Linked DNA regions of Mus musculus: region 2 is linked to region 1. The links are chromatin contacts, called in public promoter capture Hi-C maps. All regions are on one chromosome and are shown on one strand. Each heading gives the region's core, a stretch centred on a gene start, on an enhancer-like site or on the middle of the called end of the contact. The rest is flanking DNA. Distances are from core to core; before and after follow the strand shown.

Region 1 (2,940 bases), core at 314-2,813:
CACCGCCCCCTGGTGACCTCAGTGAGCAACTGCAATAATGCCCCGGGTTCCTACTGAAAATCAGCAGGGCAGCCTCAGAAAATTTCCTCAGACTCTATTCCTTCACGCCATCCACGTCGAAGCCTCAGCATGGCTTGGGATGGACAGAGCGAGCGATGTCACACTCCCCCCATCCACCAACCATGCTCAGGCCACCCGCTTTATCACGTGACAATTCTGGGACCGGGGACAACAGGCATCGCTTCCGGTTTTTTTGTTTTTGTTTTTGTTTTTTTGTTTTTTTGTTTTTAAAGATGAAGCTGTCAGCACCCAGAAACACCAAGCAACTCAAGCGAGGTCACACAGGAAAGGCGGAGCTTGAAGCCCACATCCCCCGAAGCCTGGTGCCCGGGAACTCCACTGGGTCAGTTGTAGCCCTCAGCCCTGGGCTCTAGGTCCCATCAAGATCCAGCCAGGTACCTTGTAGCTGCCCCCAAGGCCTCCATGGCTCTTGCCAGCTGCAGCCTGCTCAGGTGCTCCGTGCTGCTCCGCCATCTCTCTGGGGATACTTCTGCCTCAAACTGGAGGAGAACCAGGTCACCAGCTGCGGCCAGCAGGATCAGGGACTGGTGGGTTCCCACCCAAACAGCACTGAGGGCCAAGATCTATAATCAGTCAACAAACACCTCCTGGACACCTGCTTTGGGCCACGCATCTGGGCCAGTCAGTGGGACTGGGGAATCCCAGAGGCCCAGTAATGAAAGACCAGTTTACTGAGAACACAGGGAAGAAAGGACTTAAACTGGATGGCACTCTCCCCCCACCCCACACACACAACCAAATGCTCCCTGTAAAGGGCTGGGTATCTCTATGGGCTCTCTGCAGCCTCAGTGCCCAGGACTGGACCTCAGGACAGCCAGGGTGGACAGCAGACCACAGCAGGCAGGAAAAACAGACGGACTGAGCAGCCATTAAATGGGCCAGGTCTTTGGAAACCATCCCTGACCGTGAAGCTGACTATTGAGTGCTTACCGTGTTCTAGGCTCTCGCATAGTGGACCCTGGAAGTCTCTCTTAGCCTCAGGAGGCAGAGACCTAGGACACAGGTCTGCAGACATTTGCTCGCCAGCAAGGGTGTATGGGCGTGCACACACATGCACTGTCCTGCACAACACCTGTCCCCGACTGACCCGCTCCTCCCTCATGACACACTTGTGTGAGGTCCAGCAGCTTCTGCTCTGTATCTAACCTGCATCATTAGGACATGGGCCTTGGCCCACTTCATGGGGATGACCGGGTATTCCCTTTCTCAGAGCTGCCCACTCCTTGGTCCTCAGCCCACACAAACAATTGGGACCCAGCCTCGTGCTCAGACCCGCAGACAATACAGTTCACCAGCTCTGTCTGTGGCTGGGCCTAGTTGGCAGGCTTGGTTCCTGGAGGTCACCCTCCCTACCCTCGAGTGAGCCAGACAAGGGCCATGCACACCAGAGAGACCCGAGGTTGCACCTTCCTCAACAGTACACTCCCCCCTGCCTCACCCAGTCCAGTACAAACCTGCTTCCAGGACCAGTTGTCTCCAGACTGGCGTGCCTCCAAGGCTGGCCTATTTATGGGCATGTTCTGTTGGCCCAGCACATTACGGGATGCTGAGATAGCATCCTGTCCACCCGATCCTGTCCGGGCCATTTCATCCTAATGGTGTGTCCGGGAAGGCCCCCTAAGGCCAGTCACCTCTTGCACAAGTCTGATGACTTCCTGGGAACCGATGGCCTTTGCTGGCTTTGTGGGATGCTGGCCAGACTACACATGTCAATGATGAGACTGTGTTTGAAAGAGGCCACATCAGTTACTTGGGGGTCATAAAGCTGTTTGCTGTAGGCTCAAATCCTCAAGTCAGCCTACATCCCAATTTCGGATCCTTGGGGTGCCATTTTACAGATTCCACGACTGAGGCAAATCACTGAGTTCTTACGGTCAGAGCTACAAACTGAATTGAGTTTCAGTGTGTGAGTATGCATCGTGTATGTGGCTGAGTGAGCCTGGGTGCACACAGATGCCAGAAGAAGAGGCTGGTGCCCCCGCTTTACCCTGCTTTGCTGTATTCCCTTGAGACAGGGTCCCTCACTGAAAACGGAGCTAGATCCACAGCCAGCCCCAGCAATCTTCCTGTCTCCATCCCCAACCACTGACACAAAGTTTCTCTGTATAGCCCTGGCTGTCCTGGAACGCACTCTATAGACCAGGCTGACCTTGAACTCAGAAATCCACCTGCCTCTGCCTCCCAAGTGCTGGGATTAAAAGCGTGTGTCGTCACTGCCCAGTTCACCACTGGCTTTTCGTGGGGTGCTGGAGATTTGAACTCTGCTCCTTGTGCTTGCACGACCACTTAGCCATCGTCCCAGGCCCATAAACAAATGTACTGGTTAGCACTAAGTCACTGTGGCTAAAATGTCTGACAGAAACAAGGGTGGACAGTTTATTTTGGCTGGCAGTTTTAGACGACTGAAGCCAAGGTTGCTGGTTGCCACATATTTGTAGAGAGTGTCATGACATGGGGCGTGTAGTAGACAAAGTTCTTTGTTTTGAGGCAAGATACCGAAGCAAGGAGACGGACATGGGAAGGGGGCAGGGACAGGACGCTCTGGAGGACCAGACCCCAGCTGCTTCTTCCAGTCAGACCAGCTCCTAAAAGCTCCAGTTTCCAAAAATGGCACTTGCACTTCTGTCTGTCTGGAAGCCAGATGCTCTACGCATGAGATTGTGGGGGACATTCCGTGACAGTACAGGGTTTCTTCTTCCTGTAGCTCAGAGGCTGTATGCTGGCTTAGCACGAGGGAGGCCTGTGTTCCTCCACACAAATCAACCAGCCGCAGATCATCACTGACGGGGGCCAGAGGCAGGAGGATCAGGAATTCAAGAGTAGCCTCCATTGCAGGGTTGACGACAGCCTGAGCTGTCG
Region 2 (2,940 bases), core at 203-2,702, 140 kb after region 1:
GCCCTCCATGACCCACCTTACGAACGCTCCTCCCCCGTGATGGAGGAGAGGACCATTTTACAGTTAAAGAACCTGAGTCTCAAAGAAGTACCACGGGATGGTGATATGACTCAGTGGATAAAGGGGCTTGCCAACAAGCCTGAGGACTTGGGTTCAATTCCTGACACCCTTCTCTGCCCCAGACCATGATCCTCCTCTTGCCCCAAGCCACGCCCCCTCCTCTGCTGTCCCATTCTCCGTCCAGATTGACCCAGGGTTCACTCCTCCGGGCTTGACTTTCAGCCTAGTGCTTGACACAGAACCATTTGTTAATGAATGAATGACTGATGAACGGACATACTCGTTTGGAGGCAGCTCATCCCGTGTGTTGGTTAGGTGATTCCTGGTGATGCTAGCAGGGGTCAGATGCCAGGGATGCACAACTGACCTCTGAACTCCCTTGCCCTCTGGTGACTCTGTGGGGGGGGGGGCGGGGCTGTATAGCTCAGAGTCTGGGGTGAGGGTGCTCCCCAACATCACAAATCAACAAAGACGTGGAGCAGGCTAGACGGCTAGAAAGTCATCCCTGAAGAACAGATTCTGACCTGCTCTGGGCTGGTCCAAGCTGACTCCGATGTACCCCTGCACACAGCTGCAGGCAAGGCTGGACCACGCGTCCAGACTCTGCACTTCTCGGGCCTAAGTGCGCCCCTGCCAAGCCCTCAAGTCTCCCCTGAACCCACCAAGGCACCGGTGTCTGCAGAGCCCAGCCCTGGCCGCACGCCTGCCCTGCGGGGTGGCAAAGAGAAAGTTGGCCGCTTGAAGCCTCCACCTAGAGTCCCGATTACTGATTAACCAGTCCCAGCGCTTCTCTGTGCGTGGCCTGGAGCCGCAACTCGCCCCAGTGGAAGAAAGTCCAAGTTACACATCTTTGTCACCGCGGACCAGGGCAGTGCGCGCGCCACCCCGGAGGGCGCGACCCCGGGGACAGGGCGCAGGCTCCAGCGCCAGCCGCAGGCCCTCGAGGGGACAGCTCTCTGCAACAGGCGCCGTCCCTCCGAAAGCAAAAGGCCACGGCTTCCCCGCCAGAGGAAGGGTCAGCCCTGGCCTGCACAGCGCGATCCCGAGACACGCGCGAGCCGCGGACGCGCGTGGAGGGAGCGGGGGGCCAGCCCTAGGCATCCTTCGCCGACATTCCCCGGCCGCAGATTCAACGGGATCCACCCCCCTCCCCCAGCAAGTCCGCAGCCGGACTCCGCACGCGGCTCCTCCCGCTCTCCGTTTCGCCCTCCCTCCGCTAACTTTGCCAACTTTACACGCGGCCCCGCGGGCAGGAGTGGGCGTCCCCGTGCGTCTCCGCGCGCCCCCGCGGCCCGCCCGCGCGCCCCCGCGCCCTCCGCGCACCTACCGCAGTGGCCCGCCGGCGCCGCACCTGCCCGCCCGCACCTGCCGCGGCGCGCGCAGCCTCGCCGCTGGGGGGCGGGGCTCGGGCGGGAAGCGCCCCGTCGCCGTGGCAACCGCACCCGGTGGCGCCTGCGCAGAGCGGCGAGGGGCGGAGCGCGGGAGCCCGGAGCCGCGAGACTATGTGGGGCGCGCCCCCTGCCGGGTGGAAGCGGCATTGCGCCACGGTGCCGGCCAAGGCACCTACTGTGTGCCCCGAGGTGGGGTGACAGAGCATTGCCCACCAAGGGCCCTGCTACTGCGCATTCCTGACCAGCTGTCTTGTTCGTTTTCATTAATCATATCGACCACTATGGTTTTGGTTTTTTTCTTTCTTTTTATATTCCTTTCTCTTAAAAACAAAACTATTTCTTTTATTGTTAGATATATGTGTATATGTGCACGTAAGTGCAGGTGCTGACAGAGGCCAGAAGAGGGCAACAAATTCCCAGAAACTGGAGTTGGAGGAAGTTGGACACCATGTTGGAAATTAACGCTAGCAGGAAGGATGGATGAGATAGGGGATTTACGGAGGAGAAACTGGGAAGGGGGATAACTTTGGAAATGTAAATAAATAAAATAACCAATAAGAAATAAAATACACCATTGCATACACCAGCAAGATTTTGCTGAAAGGACCCTGATATAGCTGTCTCTTGTGAGGCTAACACAGAAGTGGATGCTCACAATCAGCTATTGGATGAAACACAATGGAGTAGCTAGAGAAAGTACCCAAGGAGCTAAAGGGGTCTGTAACCCTATAGGAGGATCAACAATATGAACTAACCAGTACCCCCAGAGCTCGTGTCTTTAGCTGCATATGTAGCAGAAGATGGCCTAGTCAGCCATCATTGGGAAGAGAGGCCCCTTGGACTTGCAAACTTTATCTGCCTCAGTACAGGGGAACACCAGGGCCAAGAAGTGGGAGTGGGTGGGTAGGGGAGTGGGACAGGGAGGGTATGGGGGACTTTTGGGATAGCATTTGAAATGTAAAATAAGAAAATACCTAATTAAAAAAAAGAAACAAAATAAATAAATTCTAGGCTTACAAAAGTGATGCATTCCACCACTAACGAGCTCCTAATTAAAAAAAAGAAACAAAATAAATAAATTCTAGGCTTACAAAAGTGATGCATTCCACCACTAACGAGCTCCTCGTGCTCCAGTCCTCTTCCTCTCCCCAGAGGCTCCCTATGTTGTTGCTCAGGTTTGAGCTCCTGAACTCAACCCATTCTCTCCTCAAGTCCCTTCCTTTACCCCAGTAGCTGGAACATCTCTGGAACGCTACCCTGCCAGCCTATGCATCTTTGCTAAGTACCTTTTCTATGCTGGGCTCTGGGGACTCCGCTCTGAGGGAGCTGATGGATCCAGGTTCTCACGGGACTTCACCAGCATTAGGGAGAAACATCGCATGTGTAAATTGAATCATATTTATGACTCATGCTCCCCTGAGAAATGGGACATGGTTTATTCCTTTCTTTTGTTTTGTTTTGTTTGAGACAAGGTTTCTCTGTGTAGCCC

Evidence for each region. Capture Hi-C pulls out chosen DNA fragments and counts their contacts.
Region 2: a contact with region 1 is called in a promoter capture Hi-C map of pancreatic islet. The contact joins the promoter of 2900026A02Rik here to the promoter of Crybb3 in region 1. A contact is called at or near these places in 19 of 39 promoter capture datasets (the C10 cell line, the HPC-7 cell line, HPC-7-derived erythroid cells and 13 more), 3 of 15 datasets of contacts at CTCF or cohesin (embryonic stem cells and hippocampal excitatory neurons), 134 of 484 Hi-C or Micro-C datasets (the AML12 cell line, the AtT-20 cell line, B cells and 75 more), 28 of 115 datasets of contacts at active chromatin or transcription factors (the HPC-7 cell line, astrocytes, bone marrow-derived dendritic cells and 20 more) and 5 of 9 other capture datasets (adipose tissue, embryonic tail, liver and 2 more).

Annotation. Positions count from the first base shown.
Region 1 is chr5:113,080,021-113,082,960 of GRCm38.p6, forward strand. Crybb3 (crystallin, beta B3) reads right to left here and starts at 1,564. Exons shown (of 6, transcript NM_021352.3): 1 at 1,536-1,564; 2 at 460-630. The coding sequence starts at 534.
Region 2 is chr5:113,219,824-113,222,763 of GRCm38.p6, forward strand. 2900026A02Rik (RIKEN cDNA 2900026A02 gene) reads right to left here and starts at 1,453. Exons shown (of 13, transcript NM_001375886.1): 1 at 1,388-1,453.